Regions from separate parts of the Hordeum vulgare genome. Here region 1 is linked to region 2. Evidence: chromatin contacts called from public Hi-C data. All regions are on one chromosome and are shown on one strand. Each heading gives the region's core, a stretch centred on a gene start, on an enhancer-like site or on the middle of the called end of the contact. The rest is flanking DNA. Distances are from core to core; before and after follow the strand shown.

Region 1 (6,751 bases), core at 3,182-5,681, 320 kb after region 2:
GCGCGTGCTCGACGTCAACCTTACGCGAGAGCTTCATTGGCTAGCCGATGGGTCCCACCGCCAGACGAGACCATGCAGCCGGCGGGGCCCTCAAGCGACAAGACAAGACCCTCGTGGGTCCCCTGGCCAGCCGGCGAGGCTGCCAGCCGGGTCCCACTCTTGTACCCTTTATCCATATTGTAGGCCGGTGGGTTCGTCTACAAAAACCCCCGGTCACCCTCCATGCAGAGGGTCGGTCAAACAACATACCACACCCACCAACCACATAGAGAGAGGCAGAGACGAGCCGGCTGCTCCCCTCTTCCTCCTCCTCAACACAGCTCAAGGAGCAACCTTGTAATCCATCCATATACATCATACACTCCGGCAGGACTAGGGGTCTTATCTCTACGGAGAGCCCTGAACCTAGGTACATCGTGTGTTCCATGCTTGTACCAACCTCGTCCCCAGCGCCCTTCGTTGTCCCTTCGGTTCTCACCGACTTTAGCCTACCTATGGCATATGTTGTGAGTATTCACCGACATAAAGAAAACAAAAGGATCGCCATAGCTGGCAAATGTTCGCTGGGAGGAGTTAGCGCGAGATCGCCCTTTGGAGGTCGTCTATCCCGGTGGCTCGGCGCAGCTACAACGGCTTTGTGGGAAGGGCGGATTGGGATGGGATGTGGCCAATCGTCGATGCATGATCCTCGGAGCAGCGGCTCTGGTCATGGTGGTGGCGGCACCCCCTCCGCCGGGGATGACGGGTCAGGTGGTGGGTCCTTGTGGCGGCGCCGATGGCGGTGGATCTTGGGATCCCGTTCCCGGGGACATTGCAGGAAACGCATGGCGGCAGAGCTTCCTCCGACGTTGACAACACTTGAATGGGGCCGGCGGTATGAGACGTTATTGTCTTCCGTTGTCTTCTCCAGAGGTATCCGACCATCGAGGCGTTAGTAGACAAATAAGGGAGGATGGTATATACCGCTTCAATGACGACTTTATCCACTCTAGTGAAAACACAAGATCTCTGATCGAGTTATGTCGTCATCGCACGCATGCGTCGTGTCCTTGACTCCTTGGTGAAGGTGGTGGATTGAAACCCTGACTTTGGGGATGAGAATCTCGAGTTCAACCTTGTAGTGGACTCCCCATCATCGACGTACGCACGACAATTCCTTTTTGAAGGTGTAACCTATGAGTTGTGTATTTTTCATTCCTGATGTATCTTGTAACATAGGGTTAGCGGCTATCTGATGGAGTTATTGTCGTGAGACACGTGGTCTCAGAGTTTTTTCGTTGTATTTTTGGTTTGATATTGTTCGGCTGCTGGATTTTGCATTACTAGTGATATATGGTTGCATGTATCGTTCTCATGGAGAGGCCCGGGGATATCCTTCTCTTTAGAAAACAAAGTTTAGATGTATGAGGTTGGCAGTTTCTTTGGAACCACATGTCAATTTCACAGAAGAAGAGAGATTTTACGGCATAAAAGCAGAATTTGTCTTCTCACATCAGGTAAATTTGCCAAAACAAAACGTTCGCTTGCCACCTCATTCCTAGCTAATATTTGTCAGATAACATTTTAAAAAAACATTAGTCTAGATTGACTGAAAATTTTTTCTTATTTTGTACATCAAATAAAACATCTCTTTCCCGGTAAGAGAAAAGATATACTACATGTCATCTCATTTCTTTTCATGATATTTCTATCATATGAACCAAAGAAGGCCCTAGAATGTGATGCCTGAAAAGTTTGTGTGTGGTTCAAATTCGAGCAGCTGCTCATATAGAGATGCTAGACTTGCTAGTCATGCCAGCAAAAACGGCTTTGATCTATATTATTAAGGAGCAAGGTGAGTTCTGAGCTGCTGTCTCTAGCTCATTCTACGACGCGATTGGAACACGGAATATCAAAGAATCGAGAAAAATCCTGGTCCTCTATACGGGCGTTCAAACATTTTCGGGGAAGCAAAAAGCTATTCGTGCATGGCCGCAAGTTTGCGAGAAAGCTACGCTTGTGATGATGTCGAAAGTACAGCACCAGCGGCCGGGATAAGATGCAATCAGTAGCATGCACGAAGCAAGAACTGGCATATTGTATGATTTACAGGTCGTGGAAAAACGAGAAGCTGGTAGTGAAAGGAAGGCGCCAAAGGTACGTAGTAGAGCAATAAGCATGCGGGTATACGCACACGTACTCATTGTTCCCTCCAACAGAAAAAACGGAAATTTTATAGTGATCATCGTTCAATCGCCTAGGCTATATACTTAAATCGGACGAAGACGATGTGTTGCGTCCCATACAATCCTTCTGAAGATGATTGATTTTGGCAGAATACGGGTCTGACAGGTCTGTCCGTATTCAAAGATCGTGTGTGTGTGTATTGATAGTATGGTGCAGAAGTGCAGTACAAAACTTTGAGAAGATGCGCTGCGATGTTCGTCTCTGATTATACTGCCCATGCGTCGTGCAAATCTGGTTCCTCGTGGTTTCTAATTAGTATTTCATGTGGCATGTACGAGTAGTACAGAAGACCCCGCAGAAACATTAACCATATATTCAATTTAATCCCGCAAAGTCAAACAATTGGCAAGGAAGATATTTATAAGGATTGCAATTCTCCAAATTTACAAGAACTGGATCGTGTAATTTTTTGGCAAATACGAGCAGTACGGTAGGTCCTCGCAGGCGACACAAGGCCACCCTTTCACCGTGACCAAGACCTGAAAAGTTGTTCTCGTAGGCCGCTGCTCGATCCATGCATGTAGATGTAGGCAGATAGGAAGGAGCGTGTAGAGACATCACGTGGTGAACAGAGACGCCTGAACTGAAGACAAGACGAGCAGTGCCAAACGCAAACGACTCCTCAGTCCTCACAGCCTGATCAGCCGCGCATTCAGCGGCACGGCGTCCCATTCCCAAACACACGCCGTCCTCTGATACGATGCGATGCGACGCCGGCCGTTCCATTCCCTTTGTCTTACCTCAAGACGAAAGCCTAAAAAGCCCCCACCCCCGCCTCCCCATCCAACACGACAACTCCGGGGAATAAACCACAGTGCCACAGTGGCCCGCTGCACTGCACGTACCCGCGCCAGGACGCAAGGCGAGCATGGCCACACTTGCACAGTACAGCACTGCAGGTACACCAAGTTCAGGGTGGTACACTGACTGTAGATGCCTGCCTTAAACCGCTAACCGCTGCCACCGGCGTGTGATCGGGTCGACGGGGATTCAGCGAGAAGAAATATATGTATGCATAGTTTATGGTTAACACGGGAGGGAGTGCCAAATTCAATATTAGCGGTTTTTTACAGCTTGTAGATGATGAGGAAGCAGGGGAGCACGGCCCGCCGGTCGAACACCACCAGCTCGCCCTTGCCGCCGCGGACGGAGTCGTACTCCTTGGCAGCGGCCTCGCCGGCCACTAGCCCCTCCGCCACCCGCCCAGCGATCACCCTGCACAGGAACATGGCCCGCCGGCCGGTCTCCGGCCCGCGCCCGCTGGCGTGCGCGCCGCCGCTGCCGTCGAAGGTCCGGACGACGCGCAGGGACGCGCTGTCCGAGGGGGAGCACCCGTGCGGCGGGGCCGGGGAGAAGCGCATCATCTCGTTGCCGTCGGCGGCGCTGCGGGAGGCGCCGCCGGCCCGGGCGCGCACGCCGGCGCGGTAGTCCTCGAAGCGCGCCACGGCGCGCGCCTGGTTGTGGACGCGGAACAGCATCTCCACCTCTCCCGTGAACGCGCCGCCGACAGCGACGGGCGGTGCCGGCGGGAGAGGAGACCACGACGAGAGGAAGATGATCTCCACCACCTGCCGCGAGGAGTGCCCCGCCGGGAGCTCGGTCAGCGCCGGCAGCGGGCCGAGCGGGCCGGGAGGAGGCGACGGCGGCACCGACGTCGGTTTGGCCGCCTTGGGCTTCTTGGTCGCCGAACTGGTCTTGGAACTCGACTTGAGCTTGGGCTTGCACGAGGAGACGTCCCTATGGGTGTCGCCGGAGCTGCCGCAGCTCGACCGGAGGAGGAGGTGGGACTTCTTTGGCAGTGCCGCGACGGTGGTGACGACGTCGTCAGCCGCCATGGACTTGCACTGGAGGGACCGGACCCAGCTCGCCGCCGCCGTCGGACGGCGCCCGGGCGGCGGAGGCTTCTCCGGCATTAGTCGGCCGGCAGCGAGCTAGTGGCAAGGACGTTGGTGTTTTGTACTTATGACCGTGCTGCTGTGTATCGTCTCGCCGCTCGCTCGGCCGGGAGACTGAGTGAGGGTGGCGTGGTAAAGTAGAGGCGAATGCTTATTGTGGTAGTGTTCCTGTCGCTCGGCAATTTGTATGCTCCAAACTTTGCTGCCGAGGTAATGGCAACGCAGGTATAGATGCTGCTGCCAACTGGCCTGGTAGCGCCACAGTCAGTACTACTCGCTCCGTACCTAAATATAAGTCTTTTAAGATATTTCACTAGGTGTCTATGTACAAAACAAAATGAGTGAATCTATACCTTAAAATATGTCTATATACATCCGTATATAATCCATTAGTGAAACTCTTAGAAAGACTTATATTTAGGAACGGAGGGAGTACTTACCAGTATATAGTATAATACTCCCTCCTTCCGAAATTCATGTCGCAACAACATCTTTTTAAAAAGCCCCCTCAATTTTCCCATCGCATGTGGACAGGCCTCGATACAATTATGCCCAAATACCCATCTTTCCGTCGAATGTTAGCTCTCCATCATAATTATATCGAAGCCTGTCCACATCCGTTACAAACATTACCTTTCCAATGTTGTTAGTGTTTGTCACAGTGCGCTCAGGTGGAGGCTTTCCTGTAAGTACATAGTAGTTGTTCTTTAATCTTGTATGTCAAAGCATTTTTCGTCTATATGGACCATATTAGTCATTGGCTTGAATATAGCTCAGAAAGTTGAGATCCAATTGTCATCAAGCATGGACATACCAAACTTCAATCTCGCAATCTTGTCCTCTGGTTTGAGGTAAGGCTTGACAGTGTTTGTGATGCGGTTGAGCTCATTTAACCGGAACCTCCTATGTAGGATCGAGTGGGCCACACCGAGAGACCGTGCCAGAGATCAAATTGTCCTTCTTCTATTCAGTGGGATTGTTGAGGTCCTTGCAAGATCCAGTTCCTTTCTCTTTTGACCAGCTCTTCCTTTCTTCTTGTTGGAGACATCTACTTCTTGGCCCGCGACAATCTGCTTTTTGGCATCCGGCCAGATTCTTTCAACAGATCGTACATGTATGTTGAAGAGGATTGAGACTAGCAGCTTGTCGTCTGGTTAAACAGATCCATCTCTGAGCTCGATTACTAGCAGAGCGAAATAAACATCATGCCTCTCCTTATTTGACAATTCTTTTCTTTTCTGTTTACCTGACACACCTTCTAGACCTTCTTCATCTTCTTGAAGTATCCAATTCATAACTTCATCCTCTTCCTCTTCATCTTCTTGAGGCATCCAATTCATAGCTTCATTCTCTCCCGCTTGAGGCATCATGTTCAAATCTATACCTCCATCCTCTCCCTCTTGAGCTTCTTCATCTTCCTCTTGAGGCATCATATTCAAATCTATGCCTCCATCCTCTCCCTCTTGAGCTTCTTCATTTCCCTCTTGAGGCATCTATACCTCCACGGCAGCCAAACAAGAAATGCTACCATGGCACCATTTCTACAATTGGCTGCCATGGCTCCATTTCTATATTGGTTGCCACAAGCCAAACAAGTTCTGGAGCAAAGCTGAGCACACATTGGTCTAGCAGTTAAGAGAAGGCAGCAGCCTGAAACTAGTATATATTCACGTTGGGTAGGGTGGGTCATAGTCTGAGCATATTTACTGAATGTGCATAGTCTAAATGTGCATAGCCTGAAGAACACCTAGCGGCGCCTCGCCCCTCGATGACTTTGGTCTTGATTGACGATTAAGAGATTTTGTCATAGCAAAGGATGTGTTTTCATTGCGGAGGCAACAACTGCTACCTCTCTTATCTGTACGACCTCATCGTCGACAATAGTCATTATCAGTTTACTGTCCATTTTTCTACTCTTGTTGGCAATAGTCATTATCAGTTTACTGTCCATTTTTGCCTAGCATTCAGAGTATGCACATGCAGACTATGCACATTCACTAAATTTAGTGAAATTCAGAATATGCACATTCAGTTATCTTTTAACCCATTTTTCTGTCCATTCAGTTATATTTTCACTAGGAAAATCTGTGTAACAAATTACAATTTACTGTCATTATCAGTTTACAGTCCATCCTAATTTCAAGTACAGATCAGACTGTACTGTACTTTCTCAATATTGTGCATATGTACATATTGGAAAATTCTAATTCAATTTCTGAAATTTTACATTATTGGTCATCCTAATTTTACATATTGTGCATATGTACATCTTGGAAGATACTGCTCCTACAGATACTACTGCTACATATGATACTCCTGTGTATTGATAAATTGACATGCCGCTCATAATCGGCTTAGCTGATCTCCACTTGATCTGCAGGTGAGAAGTAGAGGATCTGCTGCTCAGTGAAGTGCTGGGCATGGAGGAGGAGGAGCACCTGGTCATGGAGAGGAGGAGTAAATCACACGACAGCTTCGGCGGCAATAGAGGAAGCGAGCAGAAGGGGAGCTCCGATGGCAGCTTGATCCGGGGAGCAGCAGCATGAGCGTGGCGATACGAGAGAAGGAGGAGGACTAGTAGCAGGAGCTCGAACGTCCAAGCATGCGCGGATCTTGATAAGGATAAGATC
Region 2 (7,145 bases), core at 3,754-6,253:
TAAGTATCACCAAGTGTTTATTTTACAAACATAAGCCTAGCATTCGGTACAGATCTGAAGAAAGCAAAACTAAATGCTGAATAGCATCCAGTGGTTTGCCTTTCTAATTGATACCAAAGATAATACTTCCAGGGAAGATGATTGCCCATGAACCTATTCCTAGAACATAGCAAATTTATTGCTGGCTACAGTTTGTGCTCAGCTCAATGAGATATTTCTTTCAGTGACTGTACAGTTACTGGTGCTATGCATTGAAGTGATCAATGCACTTACTATTTCACTTTGTCTATGAGTACCAATAGGTTTTTATCCTGCTTTCATGGCAAACTAGCAAGTAACACTGGCACCATGTTTGATTTGACTAGTGATGCGATCTGTTAACGACCAAGGATAACTTTTTGAACTGGAGCCTAGGGGCCTCAATCTATTAATTAAGCAGCAGAGAATTGCCCATTTAATTAGTGGAGAACCAGTCGAAAACCACACGAACTAGGCAAACTTACCTTAACACCAAAGGATAGCCCAACTTTGTTCAGAAACCAGCACAGAATTTTCCTTACCATTTTTTTGAGGAATAATTTTCCTTATCATTGATTAACGTACCCATATGTGCATAATGAAACACAAAAATGTGCACAGGGTTCAAGAGTTTCCTCTTGTCAGTATGCAGACAAGCACAAAAGCCGGCAACAGCTTCCCATTATACCATCATCAGCCTGAGAGGTCAAGGCTTTGGTAGGGCAGCTTACGACAAAATGGTACAGCTTGGCAGATGAGAAAAAGAACTTCAATTTGCACTTTTGCAGTTCATCCCTCCTTGCCCGCCAACATGACTAAAGATATTATTATTTGATGCACTTCTGCCATGCGAGATCACAAAAGCTTCCAAGAACTATATTTGCAGTAACTAATTTCTCAACTTGGTATTTTCTTTTGCATAATAAATGGGAAACATGCAGAACTGTCAGGGCAACATGGCAGCAAGATATCATAAAGACTTTAGAAGATTACTTAATGTGGCTATGTTAGATCAAAAGACATAAAAGATGGAAGACTGCAGAAAACTAACCAGGCAAAGCAATTACTCCCTCCGTCCTGAATTACTTGTCGCAAAAATGGATAGAAATGGATGTATGTGGAACTAAAAATAAGATTTATAAGATTTATAGAGTTCATACTAATTAGGAAAAGGTGATATTAAGGGAAATAAATGTATGTGAATGTCTGATGGATGACGAAAAGGTTGTGTGATGAATGAAAAGTAAGACATAAGTATACATTCATCTGAACTAAACAAGGGAGAAACATTTTTTTGTCAGGCTATAGAAAGGAAAACAACGTGCACTCATTGTTCTGTCAATAAAATCTTAGCCTTTTTCTTGAGGTTAAAGCAGAAGAGAATAATATGGACATGACTTCTGAGAGACCTGTTATAGTAGTCTAGATGTACAATTGCCAGACTGGAAACAACAAGAAACCTAGAGGGCATCATTGCTCAAGAATCAAGAAAGCCATGCAACACATAGTGGATCGGCTATGCAAACATTTGGATCTAGCGATGCATTTTGGAGAGCATTATGCAACCCAACAGTGCTATATCCTCACATGGAAACACCAAAGATACTGTTCTTTAGACAATAAATATATCCTGAGTTTCTTTATGTACAATTGTATATAGCCAGGACTTCCTGTTGCTTTGGACCTAGCTCAGATTTTTGTTCTCATTAGTGTCTGTAAGCGAAGTTCTACACGCTGTACCTGGTCTAGTTTCTCCGGAAATAGTTATCCAAGCTAATGAAGTAATTTTGTAATCCCTCTTAACTTAATGTAAGACGAACTGCAAAAACGTCTTACATTAAGTTACAGACCCCCAACGGTTGAATTTATACAACCATAAGTTCAGTCTTTGGTGCATATCCAAAGAAACAATGCAAACTGCTGAATTGTATCCAGTGGTTAACTGACTTCCAGCTGATATAAAAGATACCATTTCCAGGGAAGGTGATTGATGTGGATATATTCCCACAGCATAGCAAAGTTATGACTGATTACAGTTTGTGCTCGATCAGACATGTCGTTATGTGGTTGTAAAGTAAATGGTGCTATACAATGAAGTGATAAGTGCACTTACAGTTATAGTTTGTATGCATACCTAATAATCATTGATATTATCAAATAGTAGGTTTCCAAGTATTTTCTTGCCATCTTGGCGACCTAGCAATTAAGTGGTTTTGGTTCACCTAATATGCAATCTCTTATCGACCTAGGCAACCTTGATCTTAACAACAAAGGGGCCAAATCCTTGTTACCGTTAAATTTACAAGTACACTCGCCTATCATAATCTGATGTAAACCTATGGAGGTTTGGACTTGAAGAATGCCAAAAGATTTGTTTATCAAGAAAAACATAGCAAATGATTTGCAGAAAAAATCTTATATACCAAATAAAACTAGCAAAAGTTGAAGAAATACAAAAATCTTAATGTCAACCTTTGACCCTTTTTGGCAGAAGAGTGTGACAACTGACAACAGTGAACGACAGCATGTAGTTAAGCTGATCTTCACAAGATTCTAGTAAAGCTATTCTTTACAGGACGTCCTTTTTCTCTCCAAAGCTTCGAATGCAATATAAACAGTAGTTACAAAGTTAGACTTTGCTGAGTCATATAAGATATAGTACATGACTAAATTAAAGTATCACGGGAGCATTGAAATTAGATCATTAAACAACCAATTCACCAAGTGCTGGTTCTGACTGGTAATATTAGCAAATGGTGATGATTACCTGATAATCAGATTGTTTTTCTTTACCTTTTCTTCATCCAAGTAATAATCAATCCAGTTAGGGTCTCGGCCATTAGAGGCACAAATAATTGTTCAAGCCCAAAACCACGCTAAATACATTGAAACAATGAAGTTCAGACCAGTCACATGCCTTTAGATGCAAATTTATTGAGTTGGGGCAATGGCGCAACGCCCTTACACAATTTCGTCCAATAATCAGTGCATGATTGTTTCTAACTTCATTACTCGCAGGAACAACATTCAAAGATTTATGACCATTGCAGATTAAACTTAGTGGCAACTCTGCCTAAAACATAATGAGTTGGCATCTTCCTACAGTGTTCATCTAGCTATCATGCCAAGCATTTATTTTTCCTACTATCTAGCATAAGGTAAGTATATAACCAGGTAAAAAAATGCACAGAGACTAGCATAATGCAAGTGAACATTAGGAGTCATTGAGTAAAAATTACTGTCAGAAGATTTACGTTTGCTAACCAATTACTGACTAAACTTTGGAAAAGAAACTAAACAGTGCGTGTCACACCTCATTTTCAGACACCAAGATGCTAGTTATGACTTGGGAGGGCAGAGTACATCTCAGGTAAAAAAATTCACAGGAAAGCAATCTGATGTAAAAGTCTGTTAATTTTCAGCAAACTATTTGATAGGCAAATTACTATCACTTTAGTATAAACCAACTATTTTATCACCAAAAAGATAGACACGAGCAATATACACGGTAAGAATGATACCTGTGCACACAATGTGAACAACACAATAGTACCAGCATTGTTATGTAACAAATCATTTTTAAAGGATAAACAACAGGACATACAATTTTTGCCAACTTTTCTAATCTGAAAGAACCAAATGACGAACAATATTTAGCTAAACATCAAAAGAAGATGAAACAAGCAGCAGACATTATTTCTTCATTGTTCATGAAAATCCAATTCCCCTGCTGCTAACATTTAATCAATCCTATTCAATCCATCCATAACTTCAAGGGATAGTTTGGAAGAGAATTAAGACTCCTAATGCAATACCGTAAACAGCTTCAGTCACAAGCCATTCCACCATTCCAGACTTTGCACAGCGTTTTCCTCGCACATCTTACCATATACTCCAAGGTCCAGCATTTCCGTTACAAAGAAGAAGAATCACAACCAAACATACAGAAGAACGCAATTATTTTCTTGGCATTAACCCTTCGTACATATTAACGTTGTCTCAAAAAAAAATTACATGAAGCTTCATTAGTATCAATTCCTCCCGGAAACCAAGATTTGCACAACCCAAAGAACTCAAGAAACAGAATATAAACTAGCGAGCCAAGAAGAGGGGTTAACTACCAGGCGAGGGGCGACAATGGTCGAAGCGGCGGAGCACCTCCGGGTCGTGCATGGAGAGCACGAAGCGCGACAGAGCTTCGAGGAAGAGAGCCGCCTGGTGCCCACCGGCGGCAGCAACGAGCTCCGAAAGAACGCCTCGACGGAGCCGATTAGCCTCGAGGGCGACGTCCTTGAGCTCCTCCAAGAACGCCTCCAGGTCGGCCCCACCAGCCACCTCGGCGGAGGTGAAGACCTCCTGGGCGTGGCGGAGGCGGTCGGTGACGACGGGGACGGCGGCGCGGATTCGGCGGTCGACGCGGTCGGCGGAGGCGAGGAGCCGCGGCGATGGCGATAGCGATCGGAGAAGGGAGGTGAGGAGGGAGGGGTGGAAGTCGCCGAGCCAGAGGAAGGGGAGCTCCAGGGGCGACCGCCAATCCCCGGCGCAGATGACCTGGGCGGGGTCCTGGCGGGCGGCCGAGTCGAGGGCGGACCAGTGCGCCTCGAAGTGGGCCTCGACGGCAGCGGCGGCCGAGGATATTGGGTCGTTCCAGGAGCCGGGGGAGGAGGAGAGCGCGCGGCGGAGCAACGGGAGGAGCGGCGAGCGGAGGGTGGCGAGCCAGGCCGCGAAGAAGTCCCGCATCGGCCGCCTGGCGCCAGGAGCCCCTCGGCCTGGCGGAGGAGGCCTCGGCATGCTTCTGAATGCGGAGGCGGCTGCGCTGGCTCCACGGTAGGCGGCGGGGCCGGGCGATTGGTCGGTTGTGTCCGGTGGGGTTTAGCCGTCGTCCGTCGCCGCCGCTGGGAGGGAGGGAGGAGGAAAGGACGGAGGTGGGCTGCCACTGCAAAGGGTTCTCCGTCCTGGAAGGAAGTTTTGGCCCGGTCCAGTGACTTCGCGGCGCCTGTGTTTCACGGAGGGAATTCATCCCCTTCAAAAAAAAGTCCCAACTAAAAAGTCTCTAGTCTTTATCCGTTTGTTTTCATGGACTAAATAAAGACTAGAGGTCATTAAATAACATGCAAAAAGATCATGATACCCCTAGTGATGTACTAGAAGTTATTAAATGACATGCTAAAAGTAGGGGCATTGTTGGAAAAAGTGTCCAAAAAATCCCAAAAAGACCCTCCCATAGGGACTTCTTCCTTTAGTCCCAAATACCCTCTTTTAGTCCCTAATAGTCTCTCATGTTTGTTTCACATGGGACTAAAAGGGACTTTTTTAGTCCTTACACCAAAAAATCCCTCGAAACAAACACCCCCTTCATATGCTTAAAACCTGTTTTTTTTAAAAGAGTCAAAACCTAGCGCTCAAGAAGAAAAATATATTCTTCCAAAGCTTTTCTCGAATTCTTCGTGTGTCCTAACGAGTATTCCCTCCGTTCTTAAATATATATTTTTAAATCAACTACACATGGCATACGAAGTAAAATGAGTGAGCTTACATTTTAAATTATGTTTATATACATATGTATGTAGTCCGTATTGAAATCTTTAAAAAGATAAATATTTAGAAATGGATAGAGTATATGAGAAAACACATTTGCAAGACACAAACTGCATGCAAATACATAAGATTTTAGTAGTGAAGCGAGGAAGGAAAATTGTCCTTCATACAACACTTAGAAGAACATGGTCAAAGAAAAAAACAATCATTTCTCTCTCGTAAGTTTACCGAGCCATAAAATTGCGAGGACACCGTTTCAACCAGCAAATGCTCGACGTGAGTTCCTAATGCATCATCTTATGCCACTTTCAATGTGTCGGTGCTAAGCATATTAAAAAGTTTAGCAACTAAGGCTTCCAATGCACGGGTGCTTAACTTGTTGGAAATTTTTTGTTTTTGCCACTCTAGATTTTGTCAATTTTTCTTATGCCATTCTAAATTTTGACATTTCACTTTTGCCACTCTTAGTTTTTGACAATGATCAGAATTGCCATTTCCAGGCAAAAACAAAAAATTTAGAGTGAAAATTGTGATAATTGTGAAAAGCTAAGAGTGGCAAAAAGGAAATAAAATTATATAGCTTTTGCCACTAAATGACAATTGTGATAAGGGAAGGGGGTTCCTAAAAGCTAAGAGTTCAACACTATGCAGCGGGTGTGACATGCGGTGTTAGAGAGGAGTGCGGGTGTGACTCGAGAAGGGAAGAGGGTGAGGGTTTTGTGACGTGGGACGATGGTGAGGGTTTACTCGGTCAGAATAATAATGCGCTTCGGAGGCGACGATTTAGTAGACACAACCGTGTCCGATAAGTGCCACCACGGTGTGAGCGGACTATTGTGATTCGTGTAAATCCTATAGTTGCAGATGTGTGATCCGTGGAAATGCGCTCTGGACAATCAGGACACGCGTGTCGCGACACAATGTTAGTCATCACACACGGTTTCAATCCGGAAAAATAACCAAGTTTGTAAATGGATTCCAAATTTCCTTTTTGTGTGACACCTGATTTTTTACCGCATTCAACAAGTTTTAAGGTAAGTCTAGCATTCTTTTTCCATAATATGCACAGTGTAAAAGAACTACCAACACTCACACGTATCTGTGCGTGCTATGGTCTCTGGGCAAACGGTTGCTAGTAGTAAATTGTATGGGAAATCTAAGATAAGCATATATTCCATCAACAAAATTGATTGCAGGTGAAGACTGCAATTACATTGTTCAACATATTAGTACATAAAATAAAGTCTCACTAACATCTTGATCAACACATAATAAACATACTCAAGCAGAGATATAAGACACACAAACTGGATATCTAGGATAGTGTTGGACATCATGACATGTATATATAACTCAATCCTGATCGTACCCACCAACAACGTAAACTTTCTCTAGGTACTTCTCATATGCGGCGTGCGTCACCCTTCGAGAATACTTCTACCTGACAAATGCGAAGTTAAGCCTTTGGGCGCATAACAGGGATCCAAAGTCCCCATTCCATGTTGTGATACGACGATTATGCGTTTCCGCATAGAGCTCCTTGAGCTTTTGTTTCTTGTTCTCCCTCACTAATAGGAAAAACCTTATAT

The links. Hi-C and Micro-C count contacts between places; a contact is called where the count stands out from the background.
Region 1: a Hi-C map of seedling shows a contact between it and region 2, with 2.6 times the contacts expected there. The contact joins the promoter of LOC123403231 here to the promoter of LOC123404329 in region 2. A contact is called at or near these places in 2 of 6 Hi-C or Micro-C datasets (leaf and seedling) and 1 of 1 datasets of contacts at active chromatin or transcription factors (embryo).

The regions. Positions count from the first base shown.
Region 1 is chr6H:416,299,405-416,306,155 of MorexV3_pseudomolecules_assembly, forward strand. LOC123403231 reads right to left here and starts at 4,432. Exons shown (of 1, transcript XM_045097180.1): 1 at 3,216-4,432. The coding sequence starts at 4,139. The coding sequence ends at 3,294.
Region 2 is chr6H:415,976,384-415,983,528 of MorexV3_pseudomolecules_assembly, forward strand. LOC123404329 (protein INAPERTURATE POLLEN 1 homolog) reads right to left here and starts at 5,004. Exons shown (of 3, transcript XM_045098252.1): 1 at 4,140-5,004. The coding sequence starts at 4,809.